Regions from separate parts of the Mus musculus genome. Here regions 1, 2, 3, 5 and 6 are each linked to region 4. A link is a contact called in public HiChIP or PLAC-seq data. All regions are on one chromosome and are shown on one strand. Each heading gives the region's core, a stretch centred on a gene start, on an enhancer-like site or on the middle of the called end of the contact. The rest is flanking DNA. Distances are from core to core; before and after follow the strand shown.

The links. HiChIP or PLAC-seq counts read pairs in DNA pulled down with a chosen protein or histone mark.
Region 1: a contact with region 4 is called in an HNF4G HiChIP or PLAC-seq map of pancreatic cancer cells. The contact joins two enhancer-like sites. A contact is called at or near these places in 1 of 15 datasets of contacts at CTCF or cohesin (the NIH/3T3 cell line), 6 of 484 Hi-C or Micro-C datasets (cortical neurons, embryonic fibroblasts, embryonic stem cells and 3 more), 5 of 115 datasets of contacts at active chromatin or transcription factors (embryonic fibroblasts, embryonic stem cells, heart atrium and 2 more) and 1 of 9 other capture datasets (embryonic stem cells).
Region 2: a FOXA1 HiChIP or PLAC-seq map of pancreatic cancer cells shows a contact between it and region 4. The contact joins two enhancer-like sites. A contact is called at or near these places in 1 of 15 datasets of contacts at CTCF or cohesin (the NIH/3T3 cell line), 3 of 115 datasets of contacts at active chromatin or transcription factors (embryonic stem cells, fibro-adipogenic progenitors and pancreatic cancer cells) and 1 of 9 other capture datasets (adipose tissue).
Region 3: a contact with region 4 is called in a FOXA1 HiChIP or PLAC-seq map of pancreatic cancer cells. The contact joins two enhancer-like sites. A contact is called at or near these places in 1 of 115 datasets of contacts at active chromatin or transcription factors (pancreatic cancer cells) and 1 of 9 other capture datasets (adipose tissue).
Region 5: a FOXA1 HiChIP or PLAC-seq map of pancreatic cancer cells shows a contact between it and region 4. The contact joins two enhancer-like sites. A contact is called at or near these places in 3 of 115 datasets of contacts at active chromatin or transcription factors (embryonic fibroblasts, embryonic stem cells and pancreatic cancer cells) and 1 of 9 other capture datasets (liver).
Region 6: a contact with region 4 is called in a FOXA1 HiChIP or PLAC-seq map of pancreatic cancer cells. The contact joins two enhancer-like sites. A contact is called at or near these places in 2 of 484 Hi-C or Micro-C datasets (nephron progenitors and pancreatic cancer cells), 3 of 115 datasets of contacts at active chromatin or transcription factors (cardiomyocytes, fibro-adipogenic progenitors and pancreatic cancer cells) and 1 of 9 other capture datasets (embryonic stem cells).

The regions. Positions count from the first base shown.
Region 1 is chr3:102,675,573-102,679,472 of GRCm38.p6, forward strand. No RefSeq gene overlaps it. Among named protein-coding and RNA genes, the nearest start is that of Gm40112, 17 kb to the right of the region's middle. Within about 2 kb of position 1,774, at least 72 of the 459 cell types and tissues checked have an H3K27ac peak or open chromatin away from gene starts, as enhancers often do. A contact at or near this core is called in pancreatic cancer cells, where this site is marked.
Region 2 is chr3:102,308,620-102,312,697 of GRCm38.p6, forward strand. No RefSeq gene overlaps it. Among named protein-coding and RNA genes, the nearest start is that of A230001M10Rik, 48 kb to the left of the region's middle. Within about 2 kb of position 1,877, at least 56 of the 459 cell types and tissues checked have an H3K27ac peak or open chromatin away from gene starts, as enhancers often do. A contact at or near this core is called in pancreatic cancer cells, where this site is marked.
Region 3 is chr3:102,712,673-102,716,436 of GRCm38.p6, forward strand. No RefSeq gene overlaps it. Among named protein-coding and RNA genes, the nearest start is that of Tspan2, 20 kb to the right of the region's middle. Within about 2 kb of position 2,494, at least 195 of the 459 cell types and tissues checked have an H3K27ac peak or open chromatin away from gene starts, as enhancers often do. A contact at or near this core is called in pancreatic cancer cells, where this site is marked.
Region 4 is chr3:102,489,601-102,493,806 of GRCm38.p6, forward strand. All of the region lies in intron 1 of Ngf (nerve growth factor), which reads left to right. Among named protein-coding and RNA genes, the nearest start is that of Gm46818, 14 kb to the right of the region's middle. Within about 2 kb of position 1,386, at least 62 of the 459 cell types and tissues checked have an H3K27ac peak or open chromatin away from gene starts, as enhancers often do. A contact at or near this core is called in pancreatic cancer cells, where this site is marked.
Region 5 is chr3:102,658,053-102,662,191 of GRCm38.p6, forward strand. No RefSeq gene overlaps it. Among named protein-coding and RNA genes, the nearest start is that of Gm40112, 34 kb to the right of the region's middle. Within about 2 kb of position 1,524, at least 32 of the 459 cell types and tissues checked have an H3K27ac peak or open chromatin away from gene starts, as enhancers often do. A contact at or near this core is called in pancreatic cancer cells, where this site is marked.
Region 6 is chr3:102,335,402-102,339,411 of GRCm38.p6, forward strand. No RefSeq gene overlaps it. Among named protein-coding and RNA genes, the nearest start is that of Gm40110, 35 kb to the right of the region's middle. Within about 2 kb of position 2,735, at least 57 of the 459 cell types and tissues checked have an H3K27ac peak or open chromatin away from gene starts, as enhancers often do. A contact at or near this core is called in pancreatic cancer cells, where this site is marked.

The DNA.
Region 1 (3,900 bases), core at 524-3,023, 190 kb after region 4:
ACGTTACACAGGTACTTCTTGGATATAACTAATTGACGGTATTTGTTTATGATAAGCCTTTCTCTGTGTGTGTATAACAACAGTAAGAACTGAACATAAATGTATGCATGACAGGTCTCGCAGGTGTGAATTCTCACAAGGGCGTGGCCACACTCAGCACCCTCTCACCCACAGTGCTCCAACAAGGACAAGAAACATTCCAGGTTGTCGTGGCAGATGCTGCCTTGCATATCCTCCCTGGATGGAGGTGATAGACAATGGAATGGACCAGAAGCAAAGCCCTTCAGCACATCGACAGCCTGCGAAAGGACTCTCACCACTGCCCTCATTTCCTCAGAGCTGGAGAAGAATCTAGGCCACTGAAGAACAGAGGCCCCACCATAGACTAACTGGGTAACTGAGAAATGGTTAAAACTGCCCAGCTGTTGGATGTAACCTCTATAAAATGAGAATAAGCAGGCCACCCCAAATGGTTCCAAGAGGAAACTAGAAATGTGTCTATCAATGTGCTCAGCCGAGCTTCTCCAGAAAGCCGCTTCTTCTGTTCCTCTTCAATGTTTTCTGAAGAGACTCAACCTCCCCACAGCGACCTCCCGACTCAGAATCCGGTGCTCCTGGAAAGCTGGCGTTTCAAGTATTCTGTTACCGTGTTAGACTATGTCCCCGACTTTGATTCTGAAAGCAAGGGCCCCTCTCTGATTGGAAGGCAAGTTCGACCCATGGAACTGCCCATCTGGAAGATGGCTCTGTCCTTTGAAGTAGGTTTCCAGAAGGCCCTTTTCCTCCCCCCCTTATTTACTGCAACTCATAGGGACAGTTTGTTGACAACCCCCTACCCCCAGTTCCCGAGGGTGAGGGAGGACCTTGATCCTTTAACACTTTATTCTCTAAGTGCCTGACGTCTTCTATGCAGACACACTGATGTTTAAGAGGTACATGGTTTGTTTCAGTCACTCGTCAGTTAAACTCATCCCTGTGTAAAGCAGGGGAGAGAGCACGGGGTTATGCACGTACCCGTCCTTCCTAACCCGCAGTACACCTCTGCCCCATCCATCACTGACCAGCAGCAGCTAGTAATTAGTTCTAACTAGGGGCTGAGCATCTAGTGGAGTCTATGGGACCATCTCCAAAACCACCTCCCCAACACCGTTCCTAGTTCTTCTCATCTTTACACCACTGGCTGCCAAGCTTCTCACTACCCTGTTTCCCTCCTTTGTGCACGTACACAAACACCCTCCAACACACATCCTCTCATTGGTTTTGGGCATCTCTAGTACCCAGCTTCTATCTCCACTCTCACTCTTCTACAACACTGAATTCATAGTGCCCAGCCATTGAGGAGACACTGACAGTGCCCTCCCAGACACCCTGAGCCTCTTGTCCCTCCCTCAGAGTCACCAAAGCAGAGACAGTTTACCAAGACCCTAGTTTAGAATTCATAATTTTGTGCTCTGTCTCTTAAAAAACAAACACTCCCCCAAACTGTAACACAAACTGAAGTGTTTGTTCACACAGAGTTGCAATCTGGAGAATGACGTCACAGGTGACCAGCCCCCCTGATCAACTCCTGACTCCGAAGCTCACACGCCACACCCTAGCCTCTCTTGCTGTGTTTGCTGTTGGCCGGAAGCTTCGCCATCTTCACTGCTTTCTGCAAAGACTATATTTATAGAGTAAAAGAGCTCTGAAGATGTTCAGTTCTGTGATCAGTCACTGCTGCCTCCTGTCCCAGGAACCAGCTGAATTGCTCACTGCCAAGCTGCTTGGCACACAGCACCAGCTGGCTTGTCAGCCTCAGCCCTGCAGGGAGCTGGGACAGGCAAGTCTCCTCTCCTCTTTGCATAGCAGCCCTGGGTGGATTCAGCATGAATACAGTGATATACCACCAGGGGAAAGGTGAATTGGAACATTTCTGCCTGAACAAAAAATCGGTGCTCTCTGTCGTTGAAGTCTCAGTAACAGTAAACAGGGATCTTTCACTACAGCCTCCCTGGACCCCTGAATCAGTGCCTTTGAGGTTCGACTCCCTTTGGAGCAGACACAAAAAGGCTTTCGATATCCCTGGCTTATGCAGACTTTGTAAATTGGTACAACCCGTCTAGGGGATGAAGTAGCATTCTTAGTAGAGTTGAAGATGGGCGTTCCTCTTCCAGGTGTGAATCTCAGAAGCGATGTAATCCGATCTGAGGATGCCTAACATAGAATCTGTAACAATAATGATGGAATTTAGAATGGAAGAGGAAAGGAAGGGGGGGTCAAGAGAGAAAAATGAAGAGACCTGGAACAACCAAAACATCCACCAACACAGGCGTGCACTAAAGCGTAGTGTGGTCTTATGAGGAGCTGTTGGTGGGGCTGGGGAGAAGCGCTTGCTGTCTGACCATGAGGCCTTCAAATCAGTGTGGGCCCTTGAATTCAGATCTCCAGCACCCGTGAGAAAAGCCAGGAGTGGTGGCTTATACCTATAACCTAGCCCTGGAAAAAATAAAGACACAAACATCGCTGAGGCTCATTAGCCAGCCGCATCAGCGAGCTCCAGGTTCAGTGAGAAACCTGGTTTGAAGCTACGGTGGAGAATGATGGAGGTCAATACCCAATGTCAACTCCTTACCTCCACACGTATGTACAAACACCCTGTCATGTACATAACATGTGCATGACACATATTCTACATACAAAAAAAGAATACAATGAATGAACTACAAGTGACTTATTAACACGAATAAATCTCAAAAAAATATATAGTTAAGTTTAAAGAAAGCTAAGTTGAAAAAAATGGGATTTCGGTTTTAACCACTTAAAAATAAACATACCTACTGTGTGTTGTTTGTGAATATATCACAGTGTTACAGAAGGTGACACTTCAGGGGGTAAATGGCTACAAGGTGGGAGGTTAGGGTTAGGGGAGATGGTTATAGCTGAATTTGCAACACTTTATTTCCTTAAATAAATATTTGAACTAAATCTGGTAGAATATTAACATTTGGTTAAGCTTGTGGTAAGAACATTGAGTATCGATTGCATCACTGCTGAGCTGCTGAGGTACTGTCCAGTTTAAAATATAATAGGTGTAAATAATTCTCTAAATGTTCTCCAGGCTTTTGCCTCACTCACAAAAGATAAAATGTCCAGTCTGGCCAAGTGGAAATTTACAATAAACAAAAACTAATAGGAAGGTCACCAACTCCTCCAGCCAGTTCCTGACACTGTAGCCACTCTGATCTCTGTAGCAGGGTCTCCTCCCTCCTGCTCTGGCCAGGCCTGTTGGCTCTGGCTGGGGCTGGCCTGTGGGAAATACCAGCAGAGAGACAAGCACAGGAAGAAGGAAAAGATTCCTCCCTGCTGACCTTGGAACTGGAAAAGGCTACATTTTACTACATCTCCAGTGTGTGGGACTCTCCTCCGTTCTACTGTGGTCCTCAGCTTGGTAGTGATCCCTCCTTTCTCTGTCTCCTTCAGGACTTGGGGTACACAGGGACCACTTTCTATTGCTGTCTCCTTCAGGACTTGGGGTACACAGGGACCACTTTCTATTGCTGTCTCCTTCAGGACTTGGGGTACACAGGGACCACTTTCTATTGCTGTCTCCTTCAGGACTTGGGGTACACAGGGACCACTTTCTATTGCTGTCTCCTTCAGGACTTGGGGTACACAGGGACCACTTTCTATTGCTGTCTCCTTCAGGACTTGGGGTACACAGGGACCACTTTCTATTGCTGTCTCCTTCAGGACTTGGGGTACACAGGGACCATTTTCTATTGCTGTCTCCACAAAGACTTCAAGGCCTCGTGTCAGTTTCCCTTCAGTTTGAACTCATCTTTATAAATGGTACCCTCATGAAACCCTCCTTAATACCTTGGCTCAAGTCTGCCATCTACTTTCTTCTGGGGCCCTGATCTC
Region 2 (4,078 bases), core at 627-3,126, 180 kb before region 4:
CATGTTGCGGTTTTGAAACACTTTATATTGAACAAACTTGATCTCAGTTCAAGGACAACTTGTTGGGATTTGAAAGCAAATCTTACCTCTTGAGAAGAATGAGAGAGACTTAAGGAGGTGTGGAGAGAATGCTGAACTGAATCCAACATCTCTCTGTAAATGTCTTTTTTCTTTTTAATTATTTACTTTATGTATGTGAGTACGCTGTAGCTGCCTTCAGACACACCAGAAGAGGGTATCAGATCCTATTACAGATAGTTGTGAGCCACCATGTGATTGTTGGCAATTGAACTCAGGACCTCTGGAAGAGGAGACAATACTCTTAGCCTCTGAGCTATCTCTCAAGCCCATAAATGTGTTTTAAAACAAATACTTCAGCCCTGTATATATGTCACAGTTTCTAGAATAATGGTTGAAATTGGAAAGTCTCATAAAATGTAGACTTAGCCAAAATAACCCTTCACTCTTCTATTTTTTTGTGTTCATGTATATGTATATATGTATGCATATATGTGTACATATGTGTATATATGTGTATGTATATGTATACATATATGCATGCATATACATCTCTATATAAAAATTTTAAAATTATTGTTTGCAATAAGTGCACTGCCTGAATGTGTGTATGTGTACCATAGGTATATACTGCACTTATTGATGTCAGAAGAGGGTATTGGATACCATGGAGTTACACACAGCTGTGAGCTGCCATGTAGGAGCTGAGAAACAGAGCCCCAGGTCATCTGTAAAAATAACTAACTCTATCAACCACAGAGCCAACTCTCCAACTCTGTTCTTCCATCTAAGTTTAGTCAGAGAGTAAGGATTCCCACTAGGAAAAATAGGCTCCTGGGATAGAGATATGACCTGAGAGTGACCCATCTCATTGCACTCTCGCTGACCGAAGTGGAAATCCCCAGGCCCTACTGTCCACAGCACTAGAGGTCCCTGTCCCAGCCCAAGGACAATGTAACCATGGCAATCCTTGGTGCCATCTAAAAGAAGTCAATCGCAGGGAGTGTAAGAAGAGGGTTAGGGCTGTTTGAGAATGGATGTTATCTGACTTCCCACAGATTTACATTCAGTTCAAAGCCCTGAGGACCCCTGTGTGAAAAACAGTGCATTAGGGAAAGAGGATGAGAAGAAACGAGGATTGGGTGGGAAAGGACATGGGCCAGGGAAGAGAGAGCAGAGGCAAGAGGAGCCGTGGAGACTGGGAAGTCCAAAAGAGGCAAAGGCTTTCTGTGGGGTTAACGTTCCTTGCGGGACCTTGGTCGGCTCCAAGCGTGCTCCGCCCCTAGGTGGTGCTGTGTAGTCAGCAAGAGCAGGAAACAACCATTGTTGGAAGCAAGATATTTCTCTTTGATACGAGGGCTGGCTGGACTCTGCTCTCCCATACTACTCTAGATGAACCCAGGAGTTGGTCCCTGTCTGCCTCCATTCTCCTTACTCTTATCCCATCCTCTAGGAACTTTCTGGATACTGCGTCCTGGATGCTCTCAAGAAATCCATTAAATGGGCAGTGTTACCTTTTATTATCTTTTATCCGTAGATGAAAATAACGTGCCCGAAACTCGGAGTGAGAAGCTCAAAGTTTCTCTGCCCGGAGAAGGTTTAAATTCAGATCTGGGGACAATTTACGAGCCTACGGGGTTAGCTCATGCTGGACTCCCGAAGGCCACCTCTGGGACTCTGAACCTCGCTGGTGTATCTTTCCTGCGGGCTTACATGGGGCCAGCCTGGCGGCCACCTGGCTCTCTATCAATCAAGCAGCCTTGATGGAGCGGGGACCACATTGTGTACAGAGCCCTGCCCCAGCCCTTGGCAGAGGGAGTCACAGGTGGCTTGTCAGGAGGGAGGTGGATTACTGTGAGTCATTCCTTCCCCAAGGAACCTATGGCAGATTCCTTGCTCATTGGTCACTAGGGTGACACAGCTGAGTGTGAGTAACCAGAGAGGGGGAGGGGCAAAAGGGAAGAAGAGCGGGAACTCTCTAAATCATCGCAGCTGTGAGGCATCCTAAAACAAGGAAGGTTTCTTTTCCAGTTCAATTTAAACCTGTCAAGACCTGTGGACGTTACAGGCCAATGACCCAAGAAGTAAATGGAATTTTTATATAATTATTAATTGGCACCGAAATTGTACAAATTCCGAATTAAAAAATATATATTAGTCAATGTTATTAGGGTGTAACAGTAATCTTTAAAAAGAAAACATAGCTGTAGAGAGCATTGACGAATGTATTCCACATTGGGGGTGGTGAAAAGCAGAAAGGAAGAGGAAACAGAAGCAGAGGAAAAGAAGGGAGAGAAAAGAGAAAGGAAAAAATCTGCCCTGGGGGTCCCACTGGGCTATGTGTCTGGCCCTGGGACCTCTGGCCTCTGCTTTGTCTATTTCTCCTCTACATGGCTACAGGTTTTCTCTCTCTGCATTCATATTTTGCCAGGTGCTTAACATAGAGGCAGACACACAAGACTTCTAAAAGGCACTTGCCTATCAACACTGCTATCAAACTTGCAGGGAAAGAAAACAGGATTCAAAGGTGTATTATTTTTCCCCATGCTTACTGGCAGCAAGCATAGTGATTTTTCACTGTGCTTTAAAAAAAAAAAAAGATTGATTGGTTAATTATCAATTCAGGTTATAACCTGCACCAAGCACTTCTTTAGACAGTTACTAAGTGGCTGAGTGAGTTTTCTGGAGTTGAGTAGATATGGGATAGAGGCAAGCCAACTGCAAGTTTGATAGCAGTGTTGATAGGCAAGTGCCTTTTAGAAGTCTTGTGTGTCTGCCTCTATGTTAAGCACCTGGCAAGTTGCAGAAGTAATAAAGAAAGAATTAAGGAGAAAAACGAGATCGAGATGATATATAATTATGCTTCCTTACCTTTAAGCTCTTCAAGGCTCATCAAACAAAGGGCACGCTCATCTTGCACGAGGAAAAGAGGGCCGCTTCTGATACATCTGGTGAATTCATCTGTTGTCAGAGAAGGTGCAGCCAAGGGTCCAGAGGAATGACCTTCTCTAGGCTCTTTCTGCAAACTGTCTGCGTTTTATCAATGGTCTTGACTTCATAAAACAAAACAGCATGAGAGGCAGTTATCCAAGCGCGTGAGCTTCCAACTGTCAGGATACAGACAGGCAAGAGTCCTGGAGGCAAGCAGCCTGTGACCTCAGACATAGGAGGCCCTCAGATTCATTTGCTTCGGGTGTTGAAATCAAGCAAGAAAGCAGTTACTGTTGAGTGTTAGTGCTATTCCAACCTCAATGAGATTTTATCTATGGGGAGAAAGATTAGGGGAGACCAAATTTATTGTCATTCAGAGGAAGTATTTATAAACTTGGCAGAGTCTCATGCGAGAGAGTAGAACAAAGGCTGCCAAACAGATTCATAAATCGAAACGAATGACCTGAAAGTATTTTCCGCTGCATACACGTGGTTCTATATGCACTGTGCCGCTCCAGCTCAGCACTGGATTGCCCTGTGTGGTGCTGATGTTGCTATCTCCGTTGTAGGCATGGGGTAGGGTGGGGAAGCTTGAAATCGTACCAGCTAAAATCAGGACAGAGCAGAAAGGATGCTGTGAGGACAAGGCTGCTGTCAGTGTAGACTGTTCCTGAGCTGTTGCAGAGAAAATAACAAGGGTAACGCTGGGGGAAAAACTGCAAGTGGGCTAGATCTGACTGGGGAGAACATAAAAGAAAGAATAACAGCATAAAATAAAAGGATGTGGTAGGATGATGAAGGAAATTGACCTGCAAAGCATATGGGCCTGATTTTGCTAATAAAGTTTTATTGGAAACAATGATGCTCATTTGTTTACTGTTTGTTAAGCTTGTTTTCATGAAAGACAAAGCTGCATTCATCGTAGCACAGACCATAAAAACCACGAACCTAAAAATATTTACTATCTAGCTCTTTATAGAAACAATTGATAAGTTTTGGCTTTAACTATGGTCCTTACACCTCTCTATGCCCATCGTGGGCAGCAGCTCTCTCCCAGGGTTTCTTTGAACTCTTGGCAAAGCCTTATACTTCTCTACCTGGCAACTATTTGTATTTATTTTGAATGTAC
Region 3 (3,764 bases), core at 1,244-3,743, 220 kb after region 4:
ATCCATATATTAAATTCAAGGTATTCTAAACGACCTTGGGGGTCCCTTCTGAAGAAACAAGCCCACCCACTCGCAGATCCAGGACCCCTCACTTTCATGTAGCCCCTTCCCACTCCTGCCCGCCAGCACCTGGATGAGAGATTCTATCATTAATCCCCACGGCAGCTGTCAAGTGGGCAAAGGGGTGGGGAAGCCCAAGGGAAGGGGCTGATGTTGAGAAATACCAACCAGCAGGAAGACCCCCTGAGAGTCAGGAGAATGTGAGCAAGTCCCAACAGAGGTCTTGGGGGGTTGAAATCATAACAGAGAGGGTGATGATAATGGGGGAGGGGAGACGCAAGGCTGAAATAGAGAAGGTGCTTTGAAAGAAAGGGAAGGGTCTCAGGAGGGTCCTGTGGGGGCAGGGGACTTAGGTGAGCTCACACCTCTGAGGAAGAGCTTTTGCTGTCACCTGCACCTCTGCAGAGGCTCCCAAGGATGAGGGGAGAGGAGCAGATGGATAGCTGAGAGGGACAAAAGGTTGGGAGCTGGATAAAATCAAGAAGCATTGATTCTCTCTCTCTCTCTCTCTCTCTCTCTCTCTCTCTCTCTCTCTCTCTCTCTCTCTCTCTCTCTTTGTGTGTGTGTGTGTGTGTGTGTGTGTGTGTGTGTGTGTGTGTGATCACAGGCTTCCTGAGCCCACATCAGCTTCATGACCTGAGGATAACATTTTTTCCCCTTTGTAAAAGAAGAAAAAAAAAAAAGGAGGGATTTCAAAACATTAATAAGAGAAAGTACCTGCCCATCTTACCGAGATTGGCCAGACACACTACCCTCTGGGATTTCTGAACTCTAAGTGTCATCCCCCCCTCTCCCTCCCCCGAAGGGAATGTTTCAGTGACTCTCCTTTGAAGTGTTCACACTTTGCCTCCAGTGAATATTTATTTGCCTTTGAAACTTTCTGTCATCTTCGATGAGAGGGGCTTTCATGAACCTCCTTCTGACCCAGGGGTCCACCTCTGCCAGGAAGGGAGCCCAGAGCTGAGCACTGGACCGACAGGCCTCACGCTGGTCCCAGCTCTGCCTTTAATACCTTCATGGAGCTGCCTGAATCCTTTACCTCTCTGCCTGACCAGAAGCTGCCCTTGTGCTGGGTAAAGCACAAATCACCTGTGGGAAACATCGTCCAGAATACAGCGTCAGCCCCAGCCTCATCTCCAACACTGTAGACACCCAACACACTGCAGATGTGATAAGTGGGGGGGGGGGATCACAAACCATGTCATAATGCAGACAAAGACAAAATAAAATGTTTGCTTAGAATCTACAGATGCTCGGGGCCTGCTGAGTGACACAGGCCATTGGAAAGCCGGAGTCTCTGAGCCATCTCTGTGCGCTCCTGGCTGAATCCCTCCCTGGCACACACAGTTTGAAGTATTGAGGGGACGGCCCAGGGACTGGCAGCCAGCTATTTATATTCTAGCTGGAGCAGAAGCAATGCACCCTGGGAGAGAGTCCCGAGTAGTACCTATGGGGGTAAGAAAGGCTTGAGTCACACAAATGAGGAGGAACCCAAGAGACAGTGCGTGCTTACAATATAGAGTAGTGGGCGGTGGCCTTTATTCTTTGGAAAGAAGCTTTGGGGAACCTATGACCTCTAGGACTTTAAGAACATGGGAACCTGAAAGGCAAGGAAAACAAGAAGCCCAGACAAGAGACGGAGCATGAGCTGAAGATGTAGACGCCTCCTAAGGCGGTGGCTCTCAGCCTTCCTGATGCTGTGACCCTTTAATACAGTTCCTCGTGGTGTGGTGACCCCCAGCCATAAAATTATTTTATTGCTACTTTATGACTTTAATTTTGCTATCTTTATGAATTGTAATGTAAATTTCTACGTCTTCCCATGGTCTTCTGCGACCCTGCGAAAGGGGTTGAGTCTCTATTCAAAGGCTGAGAGCCCCTGCCCTAAGGGCTGAGACAAGCCTCTGAAGCTGGTAACAGGAGCCCAGGACCACTGCTCTAGGACAGTTCAGCAATGTAAATAAGAAGGAAACTTAGCCTCTCCAACCCTGAGGACCTCAAGTGGCCGGTAGCTCTCAGTAGACTGATGAAACCCTTCCACTTCCTCAGCCCTGAAGGGACTCCAGTCTCTGGTGACCTGCTGTAAAAAGCCTGAGAGTGTCAAGGCACCTAAGGTGGATTCAGCTCCCACCGCGATCAGAAGTATCCATGCTGCCTGCTCAGAGGAGGCCAGGAAGGCTGGGAGTGGCCTTAACAAAAGGCCCAAGTTCTCAGAAATTAGAAAGCATTGCGTGCTAAACCACGTTGATTGCTCCATAAACCGACTCCCTTAATGCATAAACAGCAGTGTGAACTGAGCACTGATGGCTACCGATCTTGGACCCACTCGCGTGGACAGTCAATGTCTTGTTGAGGAGACGTGAGACAAGCACTCCCAGACAATGAGTTCTTGAGTTCATGAGATACACGCAACTTGTCAAGTCCTTGCAATGCTTCTTTCTGACAGCAGGGGGGAGCCAACACCTGGTAAACGCCCGGGCACACTAAACCTTGCCGGTGCAGAAGAAACTGCCAAAGAAACAACCAGGAAATGATACCTTGGAAAGAACTGAAACCCAAGCAGGCTGGAAATGGAGGCAGCTCAGGCCCAGGTTTTGTAGGTGTTGCGGCCAAGATTATCGATCCCCCGAGTAAAGCAAATGTCAGCTGGGGAAGTCCAGGCTGGCCTTTAGGGTGACTGTTGCTCCGTATCTTACTCTAGCACCACAGACAAACACAATCTATTTCCTCTTTCTTTCTGTCGTGTCTGAGCTCACTCCGGTCAGGGCTAAGCCAAGCTCAGAAGAGGCAAAGACCTCAGGAAGGAAGTGGAAGGGGATTGGCTGGCTTCTTCCAGTTCAGCCTTACTGCTTGTCACTAACGTGTCTCCTCATATTCAAATTCCAACCATCCGGCTTTCTCCTCTTACTGCAGTATGTGGAAGTGTTCTACCTGGAAGAGAAAAGCTCAGGCGATCTCTCTATGCTCCCATTTTCTCCTTTGTGAAAGGAATATAAATATAAATATATTCGATGACAAAAAAGAAACCTGGACCGTGAGAGGCACGCCTCCAAGAGGTGAGAACAGAAGAAGCTACGAGAGCCTCCTTCTATCTCAGGTGTCCACCTCTGCCAGAAAGGGAGCCGGAGCTGAGCACTGGACCGACAGCCGACAGGCCTCGCGCTGGTCCCAGCTCTGCCTTTAATACCTTCATAGAGCTGGCTGAATCCTTTACCTCTTAGCATGACCAGAAGCTGTCCCTGTTCTGGGACCAGAGGAAGGCAAATGTGGGAACCCCGTGAGAGCACAGGCTCTTAGCTGTGTGACCTTGAATGTGTTGCTTAACCTTTCCTAGCCTCAGGTTCCTCTTCATCAAACGAGAAGTGGGGGGATGGAATGAGATGAGATTTAGTGGGTCCTTAGTGGTGACAAGTGATAGCATATCCCCTCACCACATTAAATAATAGATGGAGGCGCACCAGTTGGCTGGTGCCTGCAAAGTGTCAGGCATTATAATGAATTTCAAAAGTCATAAAATGATAAATTTTTTTGGATTTTATGCTCATTTAGCAGTTTTCTGCTTGCTTTGACAGTCATTTCTTTGCACATTTACCAGAAACAGGTAATATTCAGCAAGACACACTTCACTATCATTTAAAGGATGAAAATACTAAGATTCAAGGAGATTAAATGAATTAGCTAAAGTCCAGCCACTCAGGAAAAGA
Region 4 (4,206 bases), core at 136-2,635:
GAGGTTCCTGGTCCTCGGGATGACACCGTCATTTGAGAAGTCAGCTGGATGGGCTGGAAGGAAAGTATTATTCCATCAATGGTGGAGAGACAGAGTTAGAAGCCCACAGTTGTGCAGATCACAGTTGTGCAGACTGTCAAGGCATTAAGCCAAGGAGATGAAAAAGGGTCTACTCTCCAAACCCTGTCCCTGGCATGACTGCACCTATCTGAGGAAAGGATCCTTCTAATCCACCAGATGATTCTGTGTGGTCCTGACCTTAGGAGCCCCTGTCTGAGAGAGGGGCAACCCTTTGGAGAGAGAAAGGGGACAGACACTCTTGTTACCAACTTTACAGTATTGCCTAAGGCCAGTTGAAATGTTTGTGGTCTGAAGATGAAGGGACATTTCTCTTATTGACATGGAAATAATTAGCATGTTTAGCTTTTCGTCTTCATTGTCCAAATACTGTTCAATAAAACATCTTATTGCTGATAATTATCCAAACATTACAGCAAATGGGGGACTCCTGCCAAGGCCAGGGATGCATTTCCAGTTACAGAGTGCCAGAGTGGTTTTTTTTTCTTTAATTGCCACATATTCACCTGGCTGGCATCCTCTGACTGTGGCTCAGTGACGTGGCTCATCAATCCCAGGTGAGGAGCACTCTGATAAAGAGTAAATTCTTCTCCATGGTCAGATCCTGAAATGAGTGGGTGACAAACACAGGGACATTGTTTCCTTGACTGAGGCTTGTTTTCCATGTGTGGGAGGAATTCCAGACTTGAGAATCCTGCATCCAGACTTCATAGATTTCCCCTTTTCTGGTCAAGACAACACGACTAATGATAATGAACAATACCAGCTTGGCTTCCATGATCCAAAAGGCTCAGGGTCAAAACGTGACCTCCGTGGGGATTGGAAAGGATCCAACAGCAACTACTGTCTTCTGTTGTCAAGTTGGACCACAGGCTTCACCAGAGAGGCTTTCTCTTGGCTTCTGCGGCATGAGGCAGAGCAGATGTGCCTGCCTGCTAATGCGCTGGAGGATGGAACTATTCTTCCACTTATTGAAATCAGATGCACGACACTCAGAACTGCCCTACACACAGATGGTGGCTCCACGCAAGCTCCATCAGAAAATTACAAGAGCCGTGCTTCCATCTTCTAATGCTCTGACAACTGTGGTTTTCTTTTAAACCAAGCAAGCACGAGGAAGAAAGGCTTTCTCCCTTCTCCATGCACACAGTCTGAGGGGCAAGACCTCTGTCAAATAAAACACTTCTAGATAGCTAAAGCCGCACCTTTGCCCCTTGATCTACTTTCGCTTTCCACGGTTTCAGTCATCTGTGGTCAACCACAGACTGAAAGTATTCAATGGAAAATTCCAGAAATAAACAACTCAGTTGTGAATTGCATGCTGCTCTGAGTAGCTGGATAAAAATCTTGCTCTATCCTGCCAGGATGCCTGCCATCCCTTCGGCCTGGAGTATCCATATTGTATGGATTTACCCCTACCTGTTAGTCACCTGGCGACTGAATTGATTATCAGATTTACTGCCTTGAGTGTGTGTAGAGAAGCCTAATAAAGTGGCGCGTTGCTGGGTCATTTGCTTTACCCCATCTTTTATATCTTGCAGGCATTATATCATAGCATCACAAGAAGTGTGAGTACAGGATGGGGGTGGGGGTGAGACAGATAGACAGAGAAGGGAGGAAGGGACAGAGGGAGGGAGGGAAGGAGGGAGGGAGGGAGGGAGGGAGGCAGAGAACATAACATATCACTGTTATAATTTTCTATTTTGTTTTTAGCTATGTTAGTCTCCTACTGATTTACTTCATATGTTAAGCTTTTTCATAGCTATAAGAATAGGAAAAGCATGGTATGTAGAAGGTTCAACATTACCATAGTCTCAGTAGCAGCTGAATACCTCAGAACAAAGAAGGGCTGACTACTGGATAACACCTGGGATGTGGTAGATAATTCTGCAACGTGTCCTAAATGCAGTTATCTCTGCATAGGAGGGATTGGAATAGAAATCAATATGGCACTGGAATGAAAGACAGTAAGGTGAATGGAGCAACCTATATTTAATCATCTAATTTGTAACTTGCCAATAAAATCTTCTGAGGTTGTGTGGAAATACATAAAGTATTCAATTTGAGTATTTCAGTTTAACTTCAAGAATTTTTTTTTATCTTAAAATGCTAGAGAGGTAACAAATTAATTCAGTCGCTCTGATGTTTACATTTTAGTCTAAATTGTTTTGAGTTTCTTTTGGCTTTTCTATATTAAAAGTACAGAATCTGGGTAAACTGTTGTTAGGATAGCTTTACTAATTGATTGGAACTGGAAATTTCCATAAGGAATTTGTTAGTTTCCTCTCTGTGAAAAGTATTGCCTATTGTGAGAATTAAGTCAGATAATGCATTGAAAATATTTACTATCACAGCTAACACACTAGATACTGGAAAAATTTAGCTATAATTCCCCCCCTCTGTATTGAATATATATTTCATTTTTATCTTCTTACAAAGATAACACCAATATCTAATTTTAAAATGATGTGTGTACTATGTGTGTGTGCCTCTCCATCTGCTAGTGTGCACACATCACAGCATGCCTGTCGAGGTCATAGGTCATCCATGGCTGCCAGCCACCTTCCGCCTTGTTTGAGTGCTACCTCACCCAGCTTCCCGTGGGCTCTAAGGCATCAAGCTCAGATCCTCGTGCTTGTAATATGAACACCTTACCCACTAATTTTCCCCAGCCCCCTAAGAAGTTATTTAAAAACCGGGAGACTGGCAGCTTCCATTATCTTAATTTCTGAGTCTATGAGATTGGTGTAAATGCAAAAGACTGCAACGAGGTGCTCTAGCCTCTGTCAGCGCTTAGCTCTCTTCCCAGCTGCCCTTCAAGGCTTGCTTAAGATGGCACAGCATGGCAAGCAGTAAGGACTGGAGAGGACTTTGCAATTCATCCCATCATTTTCTAGATACCTCTCCCAGTGTCACAGGGAAGCAGAGACATGACTAGCTCAGAGCTTGCTGCTTATCCACCCATCCATCCATCCATCCATCCATCCACTCTGACAGGTGATCCCGCTCCTGATTAATTTATAATGTTGCCTTCTTCTGCTATGCGCTAGATGTCTCATGATGTCACACAGGCAGAAGCCCACTCTGGGGCCTACAGCAGGCACTTGACAATGGCTCCATCAGTCCTCTGATGTGCCTAAGTGAACACTGAGCAGTGGAGATTGGAAACTAACACAATTTTTCTTCTTTTTGCTTTTGAGACAGGGTTTCCTGTAGGACAGCCTAGCCTGTAACCCTATGTAGTTACATAGGAATCTTCCATTCCTCTTCGTTCTACCTCTGAGTCCTGAGTGCTGGGACTTAAGGCCTGTGCCCTAAATGCCTAGGTCTCTGCTATGCACTTGTCTTCTTGTGGTGAGAGTGTTGTCTTACATCTGTGTACACTAGTACCTCCCATGTGGAAGTTTTCTGCTACACTCATGGAACACAAAGGGTCGTGTGGGAATCACTGGCCTCTAGAGAATACCTAGGCTATGGTGGGGTGCTGCTTACTGGCTTGCTCCTCATGGCTTTCTCAGCTTTATTTCTTATAGAACCCAGGACCAACAAGCAGAGGGGTGGCCCCACCCACAATGTGCTGGGCCCTCCCCCATCAATCACTGATTAAGAAAATGGCCTACGGCTGGATCTTATGGAGGCATTTTCTCAAATGAGGGTCCCTCTTTTCAGATGACTCTAGCTTGTGTCAAGTTGACATAAAACTACTCAAGACACACACCATCCACAAGAAGCATTGTACCCAGAGGTTAATTTTTAAGGACAGACCCAGTGTTCAATTAGAACCTGGGACACAGCTCTTGAGAAAAGGAACAGCACAAATGGCTCATCGTGTGATTGACAAGGGGGGCGGCAGCTGAATTGCGTCAGTAGTCAGGGCTGTCTGCGGCGACCTTTCTTGGGCTTGAACATGCACAGCCAAGCTCTGGGGAAAGAGTCAGAAGTAGATGTAATGGGAGAGTTGATTGGATGTGAGCAGCCAAGGTCAAAGGGTCTGCTCACAAAGGGGGACGGTCGTGTTATTTGCCTGTCACAGAACCGTGTAGACAAACCACAGTGAGTCAGCCACGCGAGGAGTTCTCTACCCCCTGACCAATTCTGCTCCATTCCACAAGAGTTAGACAGCCCAGT
Region 5 (4,139 bases), core at 274-2,773, 170 kb after region 4:
ACCACCTTAGATGCACATGCTTGGCAACATTCCCCATAGAAGCTCTCCATACAGGCTGAGGCCAAGGACGCACGGGACAGGGGTCGTCTGCAGGGCTGTCAGAAGAGGGACTGACATGTATACAAGCTTGGGGCCAGAGAAAGTAGAGTGCCCTTGGGAACCAAGAGAATGACTTTACAATGCAGAAAACAGAACCAGCAGGGGAGCCGATGAAATTGAACAGCCTTGACAGTCCCAAGCCGCAGGTAACTAACAGGAGCTTAGACATAGGCACCAGCACAGAGCTGGGGTACACAGAAAAGGGAGCAACGGAATTCCCTGAGCATGGCCAGAAAATGCTTTGCAATGAGCAGCCTGCTAAAGAATGACTAAGGTTTGCTCCAGATGTGAGAAGACTGCTTCAGAGGGAGGAAGCCGAGTATGCAAAGGCAGTGTGGCTCAGGCAAGAGTAACTTTATACTCTCTCCAGTCCCAGGTGAGATCCTGGATGAGCAACACATGCTATGCCAGGTTCTCTGAGGCTCAAAATACGGGGTCTTAAGCCCCAAGAAAGGTGGAGGGAACACGCATGGAGTCCACGATCCTTCAGCCCGGGGACCCTCCTGCAGAGAACAACCTGTATCCAATATTCAGAACCATAGGCCGGTCAGCTGGAGTCACATTAGGGGGACAAGGAAAATGATCCCTTTCTAGAGAGGCCTTCATACGCCAGCAGTCATGGCCCTGGTCAGATATTGCGTAGAAACACCACCCAGAAAAGGATCCTCGGAAATCATGCCAATTCAATCAGCACAACTTGGTGTGTGATGTTCCAGACAGAGATGTTACAGAAATGTCACATTTATTCTTCTATCACCCTCATAGAGGAGGTTAATTTACAAGTGAGAAAAATGGCAGTCAAATATCCTGCCCAAGGCTCGGCATGATTAGTAAGTGAGAGTGAGAAAGGTCCGAGGACTTTCTGGGCCATATTTCCCTGCTGGTACTACACCGTTGCCCTAGACATGCACACATGCACATGCACACACACATACGCACGTGGAGGCAGAGGGCTGAAGAGTCTCCAACTGAAACAAATTCTACATAAAGCAAGTTCCGGACAGCCCTCAGAGGCACTTCAAATCTGTATCACTCCTCAGGCAGGCACCCCAGCACCCCACATGCATGTATGAGAATAGAAAAGTTGTGGATGAACAATTAGAATAAAGAAGCTGACGACGGGTATCTCAGAGAAAACCGACTAACAGGCTAAGATCCTAATATGGCTGGCCTAATCTCTAGCACAGATGTCCCAAAAGGCTGAACTGACCTGGAGAATTAAAGATAAGACATGGAGAAAGTGGCCCTCGGAGGTGATCACTCTGAAAATCACCTGTCCTCCAACCACAGGAAGGAACTGCAGAATTTGAACTTGTGAGTCATCCCGTTTATCTGTACCACCTCTGTTGAGTCATTGTTAACCAGTGAGCCTGCCCTTGTGTAAGGTGTGTGTTTGCATCTGGGCCCACACATTCAGCAGACAGCACCAGCCAGGGTGACTCATGAGTCCTCACATTTTGTCACCATTAAGTCTTGTCAGAGATTCTCTATGCTTGTCTGACTCCAGAGAGAATGTTTTTCCACAAACGGGAAGCCAGGGCGCAGGACGGGAAACCCCTCCACCAGCTATGTCTGAGTGTGTTCATCTCTCCTCAGAGTTCATCCACCAACTGCCCCCTCTTCCTTCTGCTGTCTTCAGCTTCTGTCAGTTCCTAGAAGATTGGCAGGAAACATAGTTTCACTGCGGGCCATCACTGTCTATTTCAAAACTCTTCAGGGTCTCAAAAGATCCCTGGTTCCTCTCATACACTCTTCTGAAAGTCTATTCATAGTCTTTGCCAATGATGTCATTCCTCACAGGAAAACCAAATGCACATCTTCACATGTTACTCACTGCCCAAAACCCTCCCATCTTCTACCATACACAGACCTGTAAATGTTGGTTTCCTCCACACACACACCAAATGTTATGTCTCTAATAATGTCCACTGTGTTTCCAGTCACACACAAGTCAAGCGGAACAGGTAAAATGTGGTCACAGCTGAGCAGTCCAGGGATGAGACCCAACCTAACCCGTGTCTGTCTGGATCACCTTCCTGGGATATTATGAACAGACTTGCTCAGGAATGACAATCTTAGCATCTGTGCCTTCCACAGGTAAATTGAAAGCTGAGGTGAGATGGGGAGACGGGAGCTGCTTCCCCAAGCCATAACCAGGAAAGCCCAAACAGTGGGTCCATGGTAAGGGGAGATAAAGCTTACCTGAGAAGTGGGGCTGAGAGAAAACCCACTCACTCCTGAGTCCCTAGGGCTTAGAACCCAGAAGGTGCTCTCCCCGGTGTTAGCCCTCAAGCATGGAAGGCAGTAGATGAAAGAGTTAAATGTCCACTTACATTGAAAAAAAAATATGACTGAAAATGTCTGAGTCACAGAGTACCTACAATCATATACTATTTCAGAAATGGTTTTTCCTGTACTCATAAAATGTCCTCCTCCAAGTTCTTCATCTTTACCTTTAGTGTGAGTTCCTGGGTCTCCCCGGATCCATCTTCTGCATTACCAGACATCCATTTCCAGAGTGTCAACACAGTTTTCTGTGGATGTTGTTTGGCATTATTTTTAAGTCAATCCCAGGATGTCACTACATGCCACAGAAAGAAGTGACAGAGACACAGAAGGCATGGAGAGGGGAAAGGAGGGATGGATTTTTAACTTCAAACGCATTACTCTTTTTCTTCTGCAAAGTTCTTATTCATGGCCTAAAATTGATTCTCCTCTGAGATCTTGCTTACAATTGCATCTGTTACTTGCGATAGGAATATGTATAACCAGCGATTTTTTCCTATAAAATATGTCTAAAGATTTCAAAAACCCTTCGAATGGACTTTGGTTGGGTTTGTTTCAGGCCAGGCCTTAACCGTACCCCTACACTGTCATTCCAATCAACTAAGAGAGAGTTCACTGTGACGGGAGAGCTTTCCAGTGGCATGGAACATTGAGCTGTTCCCTTGGAGCCACTTGGTTAAATCCTTACATGTTGGTATTAGTGTATTCATATGGTATTATAGTCATTACTGTATCTCATTTCAACTGTACAGGCACCACTTGAGGCTGCACTGTGGTTTTTATTCCTCAGATGGTATGATCAAGATCTCCAAGAGATAAGCTTGCCTCAGGCCACACTGTGTATAGGAAGACGGCCAGGTTTTATATATATGTTCATACTATTCTCTTGGCTGGTAGAATATGGATCTGGCCTTCATCTTTACGTGAGGGTTCTTACTTGCACCTGAGCAGTCGCTTGCTTCCCAGATGGATCTTGGCACACCCCTCCCCCTTGTCTAAGAAGGAAAGAAGCACATAGCTACTTTCCTCTGTGAGACAGCAAAGCTCACCAAGTGCCTTGGAGGAAAGCCGAACTATAATCTTACAGAGCAACAACCACCGTGGGCCAGGATTTATGCGTCATTTTATGACCAAAATTTCTCAACTCAGGTAGCTGTGACCCGCAGAGAAAAGGAAGCTTAAAATAACCAAGAATCACTGGGTCATGGCGCACACCTTTAACCCTAGCACTTGGAAGGCAGAGGCAGGCAAATCTCTGAGTTCGAGGCCAATCTGGTCTACAGAGAGGAAGTTCCAGGACAGCCAGGGCTGCACAGAGAAACCCTGTCTTGGAAAAAAAAAAAAACAAAGACAAAGGAAGAGGAAGAAGAGAAGGAAGAAGAAGAGGAGGAGGAGGAAGAGGAGGAGGAAAAAGAGGAGGGAGAGGGAGAGGAAGAAGAGGAGGAAGAGGATGAGGGAGAGAAGAAGGAAGAGGATGAGGAGAAGGAAGAAGAGGGGGAAGAAGAGGAAGAGGATGCAGAGGAGGAAGAAGAGGAAGAGAGAAAAACAAGAACAAAAAGCAAACAAGAAGGGAGGTAGGGGAAGGAAGGAGAGACAGAGATAGACAGAGAGGCAGACAGAATAACAAAGAATCTGAAAGCCTGGATTTCAGGACGAAGACAAAGCTAAGAGAAGGTGGAGAGGGAGTTGAAGGCCAGCCTCGGGTCACCATTCTGACATGGGGCTACTTGTGTAAAGCAAGTATCAGTGCCCAC
Region 6 (4,010 bases), core at 1,485-3,984, 150 kb before region 4:
GGGGTTTCAGGACACCTGGGGTCACTCACCACTCTGGCTTGGACTGGACAGAAAGAGGGCCCATATCTTCAGAGTGGCTCAGTGTTCTGTATTCTTGGAAAAACGTATGTTGGGCCCCATCTTGGACCCTGGACATCTTTCCTAGATATTTTCTCATCACCTTAGGTAGAGGGATGAAAAGAAACCTAGGGAATTCACAACATATTAAGCACTAGCAGTTATATACCAACCAATGTCCATACATTCAAACCCAAGGAACCCATCTCTAAGTTAAAATGCAATTCCAGGGTCAAGTTCAAACTCACTTTGGGATGGACTTTCTGGGCACAGAGAGGCCCTGTTCTCAGCTGCAGGTCTTTCCACTAAACCTCTACTGAACCTTCTTAGACTGTTTCAAAACAGGTTCTCTTCCTGCTCATACACTGGTGATGGCCCTTTCTGGATCACCCACAGGAGCCGGGTTCTTAGAAGTTCCCAAATGATGCCATAGTTTGCACACATTGTTTCACTAACCATAGGAAGTGGGCTGTGTTTCTATCTATGTTGTAGTAATGGTAAACTGAGACCTAGAGAAGTTAAGCAACTTGTCTATGCTTCTCGGGCTAGCTTCTGCTTGTTGTGCAAAACTCAAACCCAACCAATTCAACCATGGAAACCTGTGCTTACCTACTCTGCCGTGATGCTTTCCTAGTGGGGGTAACTGAGCACCCATCCCCCCTCCAATAATCAGTATGAGCTTCTTAGGGCAAGAAGCAAAAGTCATAGCTTCTGAGCTGACAAATACAATGTATTTCTTGGCTGTGAGACATTGGGAAAGTCAATTTACTTCTCTGAAAAGGAGCATAGCCCTGATACTGGATGTGAAGGCTGGATGATACTGCAGATGTGAAGGCTTAGACTATTAGGAGTTAGAAACCCCTGCACCCCCCTGCTACCCCTTCTCTATACAAGCTCACTTCTGAAAGTGTGGATTTCTGAAGGGAGACTGAAGAGACTGGAGCCTCAGAATACAGCAGGAGGCCCCAGTGAAACCTTCTGTTCCACTGAGGTTCTCTCTGCACCCACCAACATCCCGAAGCTGAGCCCTTCTCTTTTATAACCAGCACACATAACACAGTTGTGTTTCTGCCCTACCCCAATTTGTTATCATGGATTAAAAGGCAGGATTGGACGTGATAAATCTAATCCAAGTGACTAAGTGAAGAGGGTGGAACCATACCAGGTTCCTGGATGCAGAAACCGAGCCATTAGTCAGCATTCCATAGATGATTATCAAGTAGGAGGTGCACTATAGACCTGGGTGAAGATGTGTATCTTCTTTGGACATTGTTAACTAAAGCCACAGGCATGAATGAAATTAGCCAGGGAGAAAGTAACCAGCAAGAAGGCCATACACCATGGGATGGGGACAGAATTGAGTTGCTATAACAATGACGTCATCGTGTCATACCGTGTGCCATATGCCATGTGCTCACATGACTACTCAGCACTGTAGGTGACTTGCAGTGTCCTGGAGAGTGGCTTCACAACCTATCTCTCGTTATAGCAACTTAATTCTGTCCCCATCCCATGGAACCTGTATGTGAGGGGGTTCAGTATAGAAACTGCTGACATGACCAGTCCATGATACGGGTAAAGTTTTTATTGTGGATATAAGAGAAAAAAAAACAAAAAACAAAAACAGAGGCATCTGGAAGATTCCAGAGCATAAAGAAAGAAGCAGACTGGATATGGCCAGGGATAGGAAACTATAAGAATGGAAGACAATAGAGAAGATGGGGAGATGAAAAGAGAGCGAGAGAATGGGGGGGGAGACAGAGGCAGACAGACAGACAGACAGACTGACTGACTGACTGACTGATAGAGAGGAAGGGAGGGAGGGAGGGAGAAAGAGCGAGAGAGAGAGAGAGAGAGAGAGAGAGAGAGGTGGGAAGAAGGGAGGGAGGGAGGGAGAGCAAGAGAATAGTAAGAAAAAGAGAATAAGTGTAGAGAAGAAAGGTTTCTAAGGAAGGTGCGCAGCTGCAGTCAGGGAGAGGCAAGGAGACCGGTGCAGTGGCTAGCTTTTATGTAACAGTAAATCCTCTCATAGTCCAGATAGAGCTGGGCCTATACTCAAGTTTGGACAAGTCGCTGTAGAGCATCCTAGTTTCTGTTACAAGTTGACTGTTGTGAGGCTTCCTGGTATGTGTGTGTGTGGTTTTGTGTGTGTATATGAGTTTGCGCGTGTGTGCACGCGTGCGCACACACACACACACACACACACACACACACACACACACAAAAGAATGGATTTCCTAAGCTATCCTCAGTGATAATGAGGATAATTTTCTTACTCCTGTAGTGCCTGACTGAACAGTGCAAAGAGGGCTGAATGGGCAGTGACTCCAGACAGCTGTGTCAGGAGGTGAATGGAAGTGTGGGTGTGAGTGCACGGGGGGGGGGGGGTGTCAGGGAGTGGCTGCTGTTGTTGTGTGTGCACTGGAGTGGGCTCCATGCACACAGGGCTCATGAACGTCCCCCCAGGATCCTCTCTGCCCCCTCACTCTGTAAGGCTTTTGATCACCAGCCACAGCTAGATTTCAACTGCAATAACCCTTGGCATGAGTAAGCTAGAGCCTCTCACCCAAATCTAAGCCACTTTCATTTCTGTTCTCTGATCTCATCTGTCTCGGGTGCCTGGTGTGTCATTAACACGTGCAGCATGAGCTGTCACGGCACTCACCTCCGTAAGTGTGAGAACTTGGAGAAACGTGAATGAGAGGTATAGAGTAATAAAGGCCCGTTCTGGGCCAAGTGCTGGGGCTAGGCCCTGAGTGTGTGCCAATGAGTCACCCCCTCCCTGCCCTGCATGCTTAACTGTCCAACTCGGGAGCAGGAGCTGCCGATGACGAATGGTGACTTGGAGGAGAAGGTAGAATTCCTCCAGGTGCAGCAGGAAAAGCAGGCCCCTGGAGGCCCCGGGAGAGCATGGGGTGGGCGGGCGTGATAAAAGGTGCTGAGTTTCTTGGTGGGTGGCAGGGAACTGACAGCCACCTGTCCACCTACAGTGCTGTTCACTTTGGCTAAGAAATCCATCACACCAGAATCACTTAGAGAAATGTTAGAAAATCAGACTCTAGAGAGGTTGAGACCACAGCCGAAGGCTTCCCTCAGCCTCCCTCAGACAGTGTCTGAAGTGAGGCAACAGAATTCACTGTAGGGCTGAGAAATGCCTGGACTATACAAAATGGGCTCACAGGCATCATGTTGTTCCCTAACTATGTTAGCAAGAGCCAGATGGGATGTGTGCTCACCCATAGGTGCTGGAGCTATGGCTTCGAGACTCCTGTCTCAGCAAGGATAGGCACAGCGAGAATTAGAAGAGGCCTTGTTCTCCATAAGCCTGTGAGGAGGAGGGCACCAGGTGAGCACTTGGCACTCTGTTGTCACCGTGGTAGCCAGAGCTAGCACGGGGCTATTTGAAAAGAACATTTCAGACAGGCAAGAGGCCCTGGTGGAAGTAAGAATACCTCAGTCCCACTTGGGAGGGAGAAGAAAGCAATCATGGGGGCAGAGGGAGGAAGAAACCCAGGTAGAAGAGAGGACAGGGAGGGGAAGAGGGGAACATGGTCAGGTATGGGGGGGGGGACAGAACTGAAGTCCTGAGGGCCAGCAGAAAGAATGGAAACAGGCGACCTTGGGAGGTAGGAGGTGGGGGGACCCTCTAGAATGTACCAGAGACCTGGGAGGTGAGAGACTCTCAGGACTCAAAGGGAGGGACCTGAGATGAAATACCCTACAGTGGGGAGAGGGAACTTGTGGAGCCCACCTCCAGTGGAAGGATAGGGTATCAAATGGAGGGATGGGGTTGCTATCCCACAGTCAGAACTCTGACCCAGAATTGTTCCTGTCTGAAAGAACTGCAGGGATGGAGATGGAGAAGAGTTTGAGGGAAAAGAGGTCCAGTGACCAGCCCAACTTGGAATCCAGCTCAAGGGGAGGCTCCAAGACCTAACACTATACTGGTGCTA